Regions from separate parts of the Mus musculus genome. Here region 1 is linked to region 2. A link is a contact called in public Hi-C data. All regions are on one chromosome and are shown on one strand. The core of a region is the stretch at or near the end of the contact, and the rest is flanking DNA. Distances in the headings are between cores, read along the strand shown. Region 1 has its middle 21 kb from the start of 5730420D15Rik. Region 2 has its middle 6.2 kb from the start of Gm29684.

Region 1 (6,388 bases), core at 2,954-5,453, 290 kb after region 2:
ATAGAAAAATATATGTTTAATGTTGGGTCACTCCAGGTTACCTAGTTTGGACAAAGGATTAAGGCAGAAAGGGCACTGTTATCCTGCCAACTGAAGCTGCCTCTGGGGAAATCCAGCTGTTATCTTTCTCCTGATTTCTTGGAAAGTCAGACACCAATTTCGTTTTGGCTAATGAACTTAGTGAACTTCAGTGGGTCTCGGGAGCCTGGCCCACAGTGACGTGCAATTTTGACTTAACACTGTGCGGTTCGTTATACAGTATACAAATGCACAGCCAGTTGAGGGCATCCAAAGAAGGGGGTCCCCTTACAGGAAGCCCCTGTGTCAGCAATTCTCAACCTATGGGTCAAGACTCCTTTGGAGGTTGAAAGGCGCTTCCACAGGGGTGACCAAGACTATCAGAAAACACAGATGTTTACATTACAATTCATCACCATAGTAGAATTACAGTTACAAAGTAGCAATTAAAATAATTTTATGGTCGGGGTCACCACTACATGAGGAACTGTAGTAAAGTACTGTAGTGTTAGGAAAGCTGAGAAACACTTGTTGAGGTTTGGGCTGTTGTAATGCTAAATACTGGCCCTGGATGAGAAGATTCTCACATAAACCCTAGTGATACTATTGTATCCTCCCCTCCCCCCCCCCAAGTTATCCCTGATTGGTGAATAAAGATGCCTACAGCCTATAGCTGGGCAGAAGAGAGATGGGCAATTTCTGTTCCCAGGCTTGGGATTGGAGAAGAACCAGGAGGAGGGAGAGAGAGAGAAGTTAGAGAAAGGAAAAGACACCATGGGGTGGGCGAATCATGAAAACTTGGCCCTGAGGGCTGGCCATTTGGAGTTCAGAGCAGCCCAGATGAAAAATGGAAACTTACAACTTGGAATTATTGATGGGGAAATAAATTTGAATAGCTTAGGGGGTAGATATCTGTCCATCTTTAGTACTTAAAAGGCTTATTATAAGTATAAAAGTTTTGTGTCTTTTATCTGGGAACCGAGTGGTCAAAGGTGGGGTAGAAACCCCCTGATTGAGATGAAATATTAACTACAACACCCACTGCTCTATGGGTTTGTGATATGCGAGTCTTCTGAAGGGTGAATGTACTTCACTCCAGAGGTTCTGCCAACCCTGTCGCCGAGGTACTAGTGTCAGTTTTATTAAAAGACATGATTGATCACCGGTCATTGTGTTAGCTTTCTGTTGTTGTAACAAAATAGTAGCAATAATGACCTTGATAATCACAGTTTCAGAGCCCTCAGTCTGTGAGCCATGGTGACTGTGTGACAAAGGAAAACTCCTCACCTGGTGACAACCAGAGAGTAAAGAAAGGAGAGGTGTCGGGTTGTTGATATCACCTTTGAAGGCACATTCACTAATGAATTAACTTCCTCCCAGTAGGCCCAACTTCTAAAAGTTTCTACAACCTGATAATGCTTCAGTCTTGGGACCAAGTCAACATATGGCCTTGGGGAGTTGCTTAAGATTCCCAAACTAGAACAGTCATTGAACGTACGTAGCCTGCAGCCCCTTTCTTCCCTAGGGACCAGGAAACAGAACTTTTTCATATTTCTCTCTCTCTTTCTCTGTCTCTCTGACTCTCTGTGTCTCTGTCTCTCTTTGTGTATGTTTGTATGTGTGTGTCTGTGTGTGTGTCTGTATGTCTGTGTGTCTCTGTCTCTGTGTATGTGTGTATGTCTGTCTGTCCATCTAGGAACTACAGTAGATGTGTGGATGTCACAAAAGCAAGCTTGAGTTGTCAGTTTTTTCCATCCACCTCCTCCTCAGGTAGACGGTGATGGAACTCAGATCATGAGACTCAGACACCAGCTACATGGATGCTTCTCTTTGCAGTCATCAGCCGTGCCCTCAAGACTCATAAGTCAAAGTAATGAGGGTAAACGACCATTGACTGTACAACCGTGAGTGGGACATCTATACCACCCCTTCCAAGACTCAGGGACTATCACAGAAGAAGGGACGGGAAGAATGTCAGAACCTGAGGAAATGGGAAGCCACTGACCTCTGGACACAACTTGGCTGTTACACTGTTGAACTCACAGCAGCTATGGTCATCAGCACAAGATGTTACAAGATTGAACCTGCTGGCATCCGTTTTAGTTCGAAGTCTATCATAGGTTGTGAGAGTCAATGAGGGAGGGAGAAGCATTTTCTTCAGTGATGTAGTCACCTGTGAGATGCACACAGCCCTGTAAATGACTCCCACCCCCACTCCTACAAACAACCCTAACAGGAACTCACTGGGTCATAAAAAATAAAGAAAAAGACATTGAAAGCAAGGGAGAAAGACAAGAGGACGACCATGATTAAAAGACATTGCGTCCTCGGGAGGCAGAGGCAGGCGGATTTCTGAGTTCGAGGCCAGCCTGGTCTACAAAGTGAGCTCCAGGACAGCCAGGGCTATACAGAGAAACCCTGTCTCGAAAAACCAAAAAACCCCCCAAAAAAAAAAAAAAAAAAGACATTGCGTCTTTATGCATGCAAAGATCATAATGGCACCACTGCTGTATATGATTAATACATATGTTAGGGTCCAGGAACCGCCTCACAAACCACGTGACTATGATCTCAGTCACACAGGGATAGTTAATTGAGCATACACCCCAGGACTGGTCAACCGGGGCCATGGTCCAGATCTTACAGGGTTTTTTAAGCCCAAATTCCACAAACATCTGTGCCAAGTTATTCCACCAATCAGCATTTAGGGATAGGGGTTTCCTTAGGAACATGTCTTAGTTGTGCATTAATCCCGCTCCCACTGACTGGGATATTCAACTGTGGCAGGGGACTTGCCTTGTCTAATATTCATGTTCTAACTTGTCTGTCAGGATGGAACTTGTCTAACATTCATGTCTGAACTTGCCAACCAGGATGTCAGTTACCCATGTACACATCTCTTTCTGCCAAATAGGATGTCAGTTCCCAGGGAGGTCTTGGGAACTTAAACTTGGGAACTTAGACCACTACTCAAAATGGAAGTCTTATTCCAAAACGTTTCTTCTTCTGGTACAGGTGTCTCTCTTATGTTGGGGTCCTTCCCAGGGGCAGCTTATACATAGGTGCAGGAAGGGCTCCTGGGTGGTTGGTCGGGTCCAAGCTTATTTGTAGGTAACTATACAAAACAGTTCTACTGACTTCTGTCGTGATTGGTTTTCAAGAGCACAGTACATAACAGAGTGTGAAGACCATCTTGGCATTAGAGTTTCCTAGTAACAGCAGAAACATGTGGGAAAGTTTCCTTACAATGGCAGGTTATTCAGGTATCAGTCACCTAGGCCTTAACACTTACCCAGGCCTTATTATTTCATTTAGGCCTTAATAGTTTACCTAGGTCCTAACACATACTTGTAAAAACAAAAACAAAACCTTTAAAAACAATTATTTGTAAAAGTGTGTGATGTGTTCTGCGCAGGGGCAGTTTGGTTCTGAGTGCTTTTAAGCTTCGGTTGGTTGAATCAGCTGATGTGAGCTGAAGGGCTGTCTATATTTTTAATCCTCCCCAACTCAGAAAAACCAGCTGCAGCTACAGCCACCTCTTCATTGAGCTCTTCCTCTGCTCTCACCTTAAATAGTTTTTTTTTTTTTTAAATTACATTGACTTTCTTTCTGTAGGGGACATGGGCTGTACACTCAAGTACCCTGGTGCCCATGTGGGGGCCAGAGGACAAGTTAGTGCTCTCCTTCCACCACATGGATTCCGGGATCCAACTCAGTCATCAGTCTTAGCAGAAGCACTTTTACCTACGGAGCCATCTTGCCAAAGCTCACTCACAGACTTTAAACCCCACCCCCACCCTGGAGCCTGTCCTCAATATAACACCTCTTCAAAACCTTCCTGAGAGCCTAGCTACAGACCTCCTGGAGTTTCTATGTGCCCTGTAAGTATTTGTGCGTCTAGTGTGGGTCTTAATGACACTGGGGATTTCCTATGACTTAACCCATGTTTTCCTATGATACATAGCACTTCACAGACAATGCCTTGCACAGACACATCTCTCAATAGACTTTGTAGGGTAAGCATCATATTTTAAAATCATTTGCAAGGCTAGGCAGGGACAGATTCTACCCTCCTGTCCCCAAAGCCTGGTGCAGAAAGAGGCCAAATCTCTGACTAGGAGGATGAGGGCAAAGGACTTGAGAAACACAACACAAACAGGCTGAGAGGCAGATGTCGCCAGGTTATCAGAGACATAGAAGGCCTGGGGTATTTTCGCTCTTTCCAACTGCTCCGTCCAATCAAGTTAAACAGTCCCAACGAGTAAATAAATGTGGCAAAGTTAAACAAATATTTTCTTGCAGCTGGATTGGCGCGCTCTCTGTGCGGGTTCACGTGGGGGAGAAGCAGAACGTTCTGATTAAATCAGCTATCGCCATCAAACGATTGTTTACAGATGGCCTGTCATAGGTCCTGTTGTTATCTCTCAAGTGAGAGTTCTTGGTATTGCTGAAAGGATTACTCTCAACAGGAAAACCCCAGGCTCCTTAACCTAATGTTCTCTCACCTTGTTATCAAGTGTGAAAACAACAACAGGTCAACCCTACACTCCTGCAGACTGCAGGGGAGAGGAAAGCAAGACCCTGCAGTCTGTAGGGATCCCTGTCCCACAGAGTGAGGTGTGCGTTGGACACTGAATTTCCTACTGCCCTCGTTTCTCGTGTGCTAAGTACGCAGCTTGCCAGAGGACTGCCGTGTCTTGCTTCCTGATTGGAAGAAAGATAATATTGCTCCCCTACGGTGTGGCAACCATGGTTCCTCCCACATGAGAAGGTCTTGGTGATCCTGTGAGATGCCACCCTCCTGGGATGCTTTGCTTACGTATCAACCATCCAGAGGGAGGGAGGGAGGGCAACCTTGGACAAAGGTGGACAGCTGATGGTGGGGATGGCATGGATCATATACATCAAACAGTAGCTGCTGAGTTAAACATGCTGACCCCACTCCTCCTCACCTCTCGATGAGGTAATACCCGTAGCATTTGCGTTTCGCATAAGAATGAAACTGGCCTAAGAGATCATTAATCACTTGCTCACACAGACATTCCAAGTGGCAAAGGTAACTTTCATACCCAAGCAGTCTGGCACCAAGGCAGAATTATACTATATTACCTAATGTCCCAAGAATTACTTAGTAGCTTAAGTGTACCCTATGTGCCAGCAGTGCGGCCAAGTTTTTTTTTTTTAATGTATTCATCTTTAATCTTCATAAAACCCATCTGATGAGTATCATCATCTTCCCGAAGCCTACGAAGATTGAGTAACTTGTTGGTGGTGAACAGCAGTGAGGGAAGGAAGCAGGTGTCCGGGCTGGGCAGTACATGCAGGCTTTTCTGCTCTTGCTGAAGGGCACAGTGAGCCCTGAGGACCCGATACACAGGACTATAGATGAGACTGAACGCAGATTTCTTCTCCCCACAGCAAATACCTAACAAGATGCCCAGAGTCTAGTTTACAGACTCTGGCATTTCCCCACCCAGCACCCCCTTCCTTCTGGAAAAAGCACCACCATTTTCTTTTAGGGAGTGTTGGAGTTTGTTAGTGGTCACTATCATAAATTCCAACCAATCAGTGACTCAAAACAACACAGATTTGGAATCTTACAGTTCTGGAACTCAGAAGTCCAAACAGGACCTCACTAGGCTAGCTTGAAAGGTCAACAGGTCTGTGCTAGTGTGGAGTGTCTTCCCTTTACCTCTTTAGCTTTTAGAAGCTTCCCGAATTCCTTGGCTATAGAGCCTCCCTTCAAAGCTGTCTTAAGCTTAAAGTAGCACTTTTTTTTCTTTTTTTTTCTTTTTTTTTTTTTTTTTTTTTTTTTTTTTGACACAGGATTTCTCTGTCTAGTCCTGGCTGTCCTCACTCTGTAGACCAGGCTAGCCTCAAACTCATCTTCTGCCTCCTGAGTGCTGGGATTAAAGGCATGTGCTGCCACCACCTGGCCCACATTCTCCTCGCTTTAAGGTCAGTTGATTGACAGCTCTATGCCCCTTTGCCATGTGACTCTCAGGCTCCAGTGATTGGGGAAAGATGTCTGTGTGGACTCTGGGGCACTACTCTGTTTCCCATGGGGAGTTTCCCTTTCGTACCCTTACATCATAAATTCTAGGTCAGAAGATCAACTCAGAGGGTACAGTGGCACATGTCTGTAATCTCAGAATTTAGAAAGAGGAGGCAGTAGGAATATCAATTCAAGGTTATCCTCAGCTATATATCTTGTTGAAGACTAGCCTGAGCTATCTGAGAATCTGTCCTTCTTTCTTTTCTGTCTTTTTTGGGGTGGGTGGGGGAGACTCTCAGAGGATGGCTACGTGACTGACTAGAGTCCATGGGGAAAACGGTTCTTCATTCCCATGAGCCAGGTTGACAGGGCAGA
Region 2 (6,101 bases), core at 2,519-5,018:
CTCTGTAGCACTCTAGGCTCTGGTTGGCTCCATGTCGCTACTGCTGCTGTTCTTTGTAGTCATTCTATGGTACTGGCATCTCTAATACATGGGGTTTTTCACTGCATCTAAGCTTCACCCATCGCCTCTCATAGACTACCTTCATGGTGCCAAGCCTCAACTTCTTTGCATGATCCCTTCAGTCCTGGGCCTCTTCACCAGTGGCCTTCCTTGGCCTTTCACAATGACATGCCTCAGCTGCTCTCCACGACCCCTTTATGCCTTCAAAACCAGTATCACCTGGGTGACTCTTACCGACTCCAGCTGAAGCACAAGGCACCTTGGCTATCCCTGGAACACAGCTTCCTTAGGTCCCCCCAAAATGTTACTTCTCAGATCAATGATGTTGGTCTCTTCTTAATCACTGCTAATTTCTTAGCTCCAGCCAACAAGCATCAATTGTTCTAGTAGTCCTTTCTATTCTTGACTCTAAAGCCAGAGCTACATGGCCAAAGCTGCCAAGGTCTGTTGTTTGCTGGGGATGGAACCTGACCCCCTTGTTCTGTTACATTATCACCAGCTTTCTGTTTTCCAGCTCCTTTACTACCTAAGCTTGGCTATTTTGGAACTTGCTTTAGAGACTGATCTTGAACTCAGAGATCTGCTTGCCTCTGTCTCCTGGGATTCAAGGCCTGTACCCTAAGCTTTCCATGGTCACTATTCCCTCAAGGTGCAGATCAAAAGCCTGTCTCCTCCATTTCTGGATTGTAGTTCATTCCAGATTAAAAGTCCAAATGAAAACCATAATCAGGCAGTGCCCTTGTTCAACTGCAAACACATAAACAATAAGCTTAGCTGTGTGGAACCTTGCCAAGAGGTCGACACTCCCTTAATCTGTTTATCTCCTTGAATGCAGGATTCAGCTCCATTCTACTTCCTGCTGCCCCTTTATTCTTTGAACCATACATTTTGTTCTTTTCCATTTTGTACTTTTCCTTTTGAAGCTTGCTATGCTTGATCAAAATGCTCTTCATGAGGCTAAACCATAGAATAAGAGCAAAGTCTCTGCTGGGCTTCTTTGAGACTTCCTTTGTCAATGCAATTAATATAAATCTCTTTACCTTTGTCTCAGGTAGACCCCTCAAACAAAGGCAAAACAAAGCCACTTTCTTCACCAAGATACCACAAGAACACTCTTAGGACACATACTAAAATTCTTCTTCACTGAAACCTCTAGAGCCAGGTATGCACAGTTCAAAATACCCTTAGCACCAATGTCTTCCATATTCCTACTAGCATGGCCTATGGAGTGTCACAGTTTAGCAACACAGTTCACTGTAGAGCAGAGGTGCCTAATGACGTGACCTCTTAACACAGTTCCTCCTGTTCTGGTGATCCCCAAACATAAAATTATTTTCATTGCTACTTCATACCTGTAATTTTGCTACTGTTCGGAGTTCTAACGTAAATATCTGCATTTTCCAATGGTCTTAGGTAACCCCTGTGAAAGGGTTATTTGACTTCCCAAAGGGGCCACGACTCACAGGTGGAGAACCACTAGTGTGGAGCATGGGGCATCCCTCAGTTTGCCTGACTAGCAGTTGTGGGTCGTTGCCTCTGCATAGCATCAGCAGAGGATCATACCTCTCATCGCTGGTCCAGGATAAGATACACATTAAACATTCATTTTCAGTTTTTTTAAAAACTGCAATGTATTGCTTTCCATAATCATAATAAGGTAGAAAAATAGAATGCCAAGCTATCACTTAGTTGGGGATTTCTTGAGTTGGAATCTTATTTAAGATTTTTCTTAGAGTTTTCTGGCTGAGAAGCAAAAATAGATCAAGGTCTGAAGTCCCAGTGACCTCTGCTTTCCATAGGGCTGACTCCTTGTATCAGCAGGAGAAGGCTGTCACCCTCCTATCTAGATATCTCTAAACAGACCTCTCCCCATACTGCTACATTATTTCTGGTAGCACCTATGAGTATAATTGGGCCATGGTTTATATCACAACACATGAATGGCCAGAAGTTTGGGTCCATGGCCAATACAATCTTATGAAAAGAACTCCATCTGGTCACCCTACATGTTTCCAGCATCATTTGCCAAATTGGATTTGTGATGGTTAAGCTTCAATGCCACCTTGGCTGGAATCGCCATATAAGCATACCTCTGTGCTTATGTGTCGGAGAGTGTTTCCAGAAAGGTTTAGCTGGGCAAGAATGATGTCACTTGACTGTGAGTAGCACTGGGCTGGATGATTGCAAAAGAGGAAGCAAGCTAAGGAACAGAAACCAGCCCTTACTTCTTTACTGTGTACACAGTGTGACCATCTTGCTCTAGCTGGCATGCCTTCTCTGCCATTATGAACTCTACTCCTTAGAACTTTTCCTTAAGTTCCTTTCATTGCAATTTTTTTCTTTTACAGTAACAAGAGAACAGCTAATATACAACTCCCTAACACTTCTCAAAAATATCTGTTTCTTCTGCAGTGCTCAGTAACTAAGATACTGATCTCATCAACATCCCAGAAACCTGGGTACCGCGTGCATCCTGGACCACTTCCCTATATAACCCTCATACTGAATCCAACACAGAGTCTTGTTGATCTGATAAACTTCTTAAGGGAGCTCTTAGACCGCTTTCTTCTTTCTCATGTCTGGCAATATGACCTGGACTAGACCATGACCGTCTAGAGTATGAACCACAGCTACCACCTCATGCTTTTGTTCTTCTTCCCATCCTGTATCTCATGCTCCAAATCTGCAGGGTTTCTGGGATACACATGCCCAGAATCATGATCTTTCTAAAATGTAAGTTACCATCGTATCCTCGTTCTTAAATCTCTGATGATCCTTAAGTCTCTAACACAGTGTATAAGACAAGTCTCTACCTGAGTATTCAACCATCTCCACTAGCCACACAGAATCCCTTTCAACTTCCCAGACATACATATTCTCTTCTGGCCCTTCCCATACATTCTCTTCTCTGCAGGAAAGGAAAGCAAAACACCCTGTGATGGTTTGTATATGCTCCACCCAGGGAGTGGCACTATTAGAAGGTGTGGCCCTGTTGGAGTAAGTATAGCCTTGTTGGAGTGTGTGTGTCACTGTGGTTATGGGCATTAAGACCCTCATCCTAGCTGCCTGGAAGTCAGTCTTCTGCTAGCAGCCTCCAGATGAAGATGTAGAACTCTAAGCTCCTCCTACACCATGCCTGCCCGGATGCTGCCATGTTCCACCTTGATGATAATGGACTGAACTTCTAAGCCTGTAAGCCAGCCCCAATTAAATGTTGTTCTTTATAAGAGTTGCCTTGGTCATGGTGTGCATAGTAGTAAAACCCTAAGACATACCCCACTAGCTCCCCATCTTTGGGGCCTTGCTTTAGATAACACTTGAGCCAGGAACATTTTGCTGAACTTCCAACACTGGCTTGGATACCCTTTGTTGAACTCTCCCAGGTACCCTGGCCTACTTTTATTGTAGTTCTCACCCTAACAGAGAAGCCATAACTCTTAGATGGCTTGCCTGCTTTTCCCTATCAGAGCTGGTACGTGACTCTATGTGTAGCCTTTGTAACTTGGTCACAGCTGACTAGGCACTCAATAAAATCTATGTTCCCAACTAAAGTGCTCAGAGCACCATCAACCTTCCAGCAGAAACATTAAGAATCACTACCAGGAAAGCACGTGTTTGCTCAGGAGCAGCAGGCTCACAAGTCAGGTCATGCTCTGACGATGCTACGCACTGGCTGCGAGCAGCAGGGTAGTCGCTAACTGCCCGGCTTCCTAGAAGTACACAAGGTTTAGAATTTGTTTAGAGAAGTTGTGAAACAAAACCCTTTCTATGTATCTGAGAACATTCTGTGTTTCCTTTCATTTCTCCTTGCCAGACTGATACGGTTTCATAACTTTATTTTAGGGCCACTGTATCTCAGTGTGACCCTTGCCCTTTAACCATTAATAGGCCTGCATGGCTGGCACGGGCATTTCCTGCGGGCATGTTTGAAGAGGAAATGTTGTTTAAAAAGCACCTCTGTACCTCGTCTCAAGAGAAATGTAAGAATTTCATTTTTTTCATTTTAAATCAACAGCTTGACCCCACTTTTGCCTGAAGGCAAAACTACAGGGCCTTTGTGATCTCAGCCTCTGGTTAAGACAGTGTAATTATTCTGGCTCCCTGTGTATTTTCTCTCCTTTACAAAATAGAAGTGACTATATTTGATACCCCTTGGTATGAAGTGACAGAAACCCTCAAAGAATGCAGATTCAAATGTTAACTTACCCATGCCTAAGCTTGTGTGGCCTTAAGCGACCCAGTTGACCTTCCAGAGCTTTAGCCTTCTCTGCAAAGTCAGAGAGATAGCAGCCTCGCTCGTGCCTCACTCCCCACCTTGAGCCTGAAAAGCACTGGATAATGTTAACGTCCTTCCCAAACCTGCTGCTCGCCATGCCATAGCATATGACAGTCCCCATGGAAGCTCTCTGGACTGAGGTCATTTTCTGTGATAAATCTCCGCTGGGAGCTGTAGTTGCCAGGCAGCCTCAGTGTCCATATTCAACAGGTAAAGCTCCAGGAACTCCTAGTACGATGACTAGGGTTGTCAGCTTTCTGCTCTCAAAAGAGCACTCCTCCTTGTAATGACAGAGAGTGGCTCAAGCCCCACTGGGAATAAGGGGAAGCAAAGTCACATGAAGGAAGAGGAGGGAATGAAATATCCAAGGGCAGAGAGCTAATACACTCTTGAGACCAAGGTAAGAGGCAAGGGTCCTGGCCATCTTGGTGTCGACCTTGCTTATAGATTTATGTGTCCAAAGACTGCTTTCCTATCTTGCCTAACACCTTGATCCCACATATATGACTCACAGCTAGTATCTCCTTTTTCGTTTTGGAACCATGTGGAGAAGTCAGCAGCTGTTGTTATATACCTATTTTCCAGAAGGCACAGCCAAGGAGTGTATGCCTGAATCACACTAGCCCGTTTGAGATGGTGCTGGATTGAGCTTGAGGAAGTGCTCTATGCTCAAGGCTCTTCCTACCACACTCTCTCCCCTCTCACACAGTTGAAGAACAATATTCCAATCAACCTTAAAGAAAGCCTATGCGTGGGAGCCCTTGCTAATATCACAAAGGACAAAGTACCAAACTGGGATTAAAAGGAAGAAAGAGACAGAGAAAGAAAGAAAGAAAGAAAGAAAGAAAGAAAGAAGGAAGGGAGGAAGGAAGGAAGGAAGGAAGGAAGGAAGGAAGGAAGGAAGGAAGAAGCACCTATATTCTATTTCCAGCCATTAACCTTAGGAAAGAGTGCTTTCTCACCTCTGCAAAGAGCAGGCAAGTGACACATGTCACTTGGGCTTCTATTTCCCTGGGCTTCTGTTTTTTTTGAATGTGGACCCAAAGCTCCTTTACAACACAAATGCCCATGGCATGGAAAAAATGTCTAGAAGATACATCTGGAAGCTCATCACAAGTGCAGCAGTAATTACATCTCTAGCCTGTTCTGCCCACCATGCCTGGTAGCAAAGCCTAGCATGCTACCTCATGGCTTTTTAGAAACAGGTTACACTCAACTTCAGTAACTATTCCATAGCTCAGTTTCCTTGTAGGAAGAGCAAGGATGGTAACGGTTTCTGGACAGGACAAAAGAGTTTTGAACTCATTCTTGCCTCCTCGCCATTACAAGGAGATTAAGTTGGTGATCTGGTTGGCCAGAGACAGAGTCTTGTAGTCAGCAGGCAGGGATGCCCTACCTAAGAACAGTGCTTTGTTCTGTGTAGTTGGCTGGTAAGAATAGTCATTTCTTTCAGCATCTATATCTGTCAGGCAAAGGCCTAGGGAGGGAACTTCCCCTTACTTTGTCTTTCCCCAAGTTATCTCTTCTAGACACTATGTATCTCTTCTAGGCACAATGTGTCTCTTCTAGACACATCATATCTCTTCTAGATACAACGTATCTCTCTTCTAGATACAATGCATCTCTTCTAGATACAATGTATCTCTTCTAAAGAGTACAGTGACCTAAGATCCAGATTTAGGGATCTAGTAGTAAGAAATTCTGCATCTATTTGTTGTGTTGTCTCTCCTTGAACCTACAGTCCTTCTAAACAGCCTCTGAGTTG

Evidence for each region. A called contact is a pair of places that touch in the nucleus more often than the background predicts.
Region 1: a Hi-C map of liver shows a contact between it and region 2, with 2.3 times the contacts expected there. The contact joins two enhancer-like sites. A contact is called at or near these places in 3 of 39 promoter capture datasets (the SN4741 cell line, embryonic stem cells and liver), 9 of 484 Hi-C or Micro-C datasets (the G1E-ER4 cell line, the HPC-7 cell line, bone marrow-derived macrophages and 2 more), 4 of 115 datasets of contacts at active chromatin or transcription factors (embryonic stem cells, kidney, large pre-B cells and 1 more) and 1 of 9 other capture datasets (embryonic stem cells).

What each region holds. Positions count from the first base shown.
Region 1 is chr10:95,434,823-95,441,210 of GRCm38.p6, forward strand. No RefSeq gene overlaps it. Among named protein-coding and RNA genes, the nearest start is that of 5730420D15Rik, 21 kb to the left of the region's middle. Within about 2 kb of position 4,204, at least 22 of the 459 cell types and tissues checked have an H3K27ac peak or open chromatin away from gene starts, as enhancers often do. A contact at or near this core is called in liver, where this site is marked.
Region 2 is chr10:95,149,018-95,155,118 of GRCm38.p6, forward strand. No RefSeq gene overlaps it. Among named protein-coding and RNA genes, the nearest start is that of Gm29684, 6.2 kb to the left of the region's middle. Within about 2 kb of position 3,769, at least 71 of the 459 cell types and tissues checked have an H3K27ac peak or open chromatin away from gene starts, as enhancers often do. A contact at or near this core is called in liver, where this site is marked.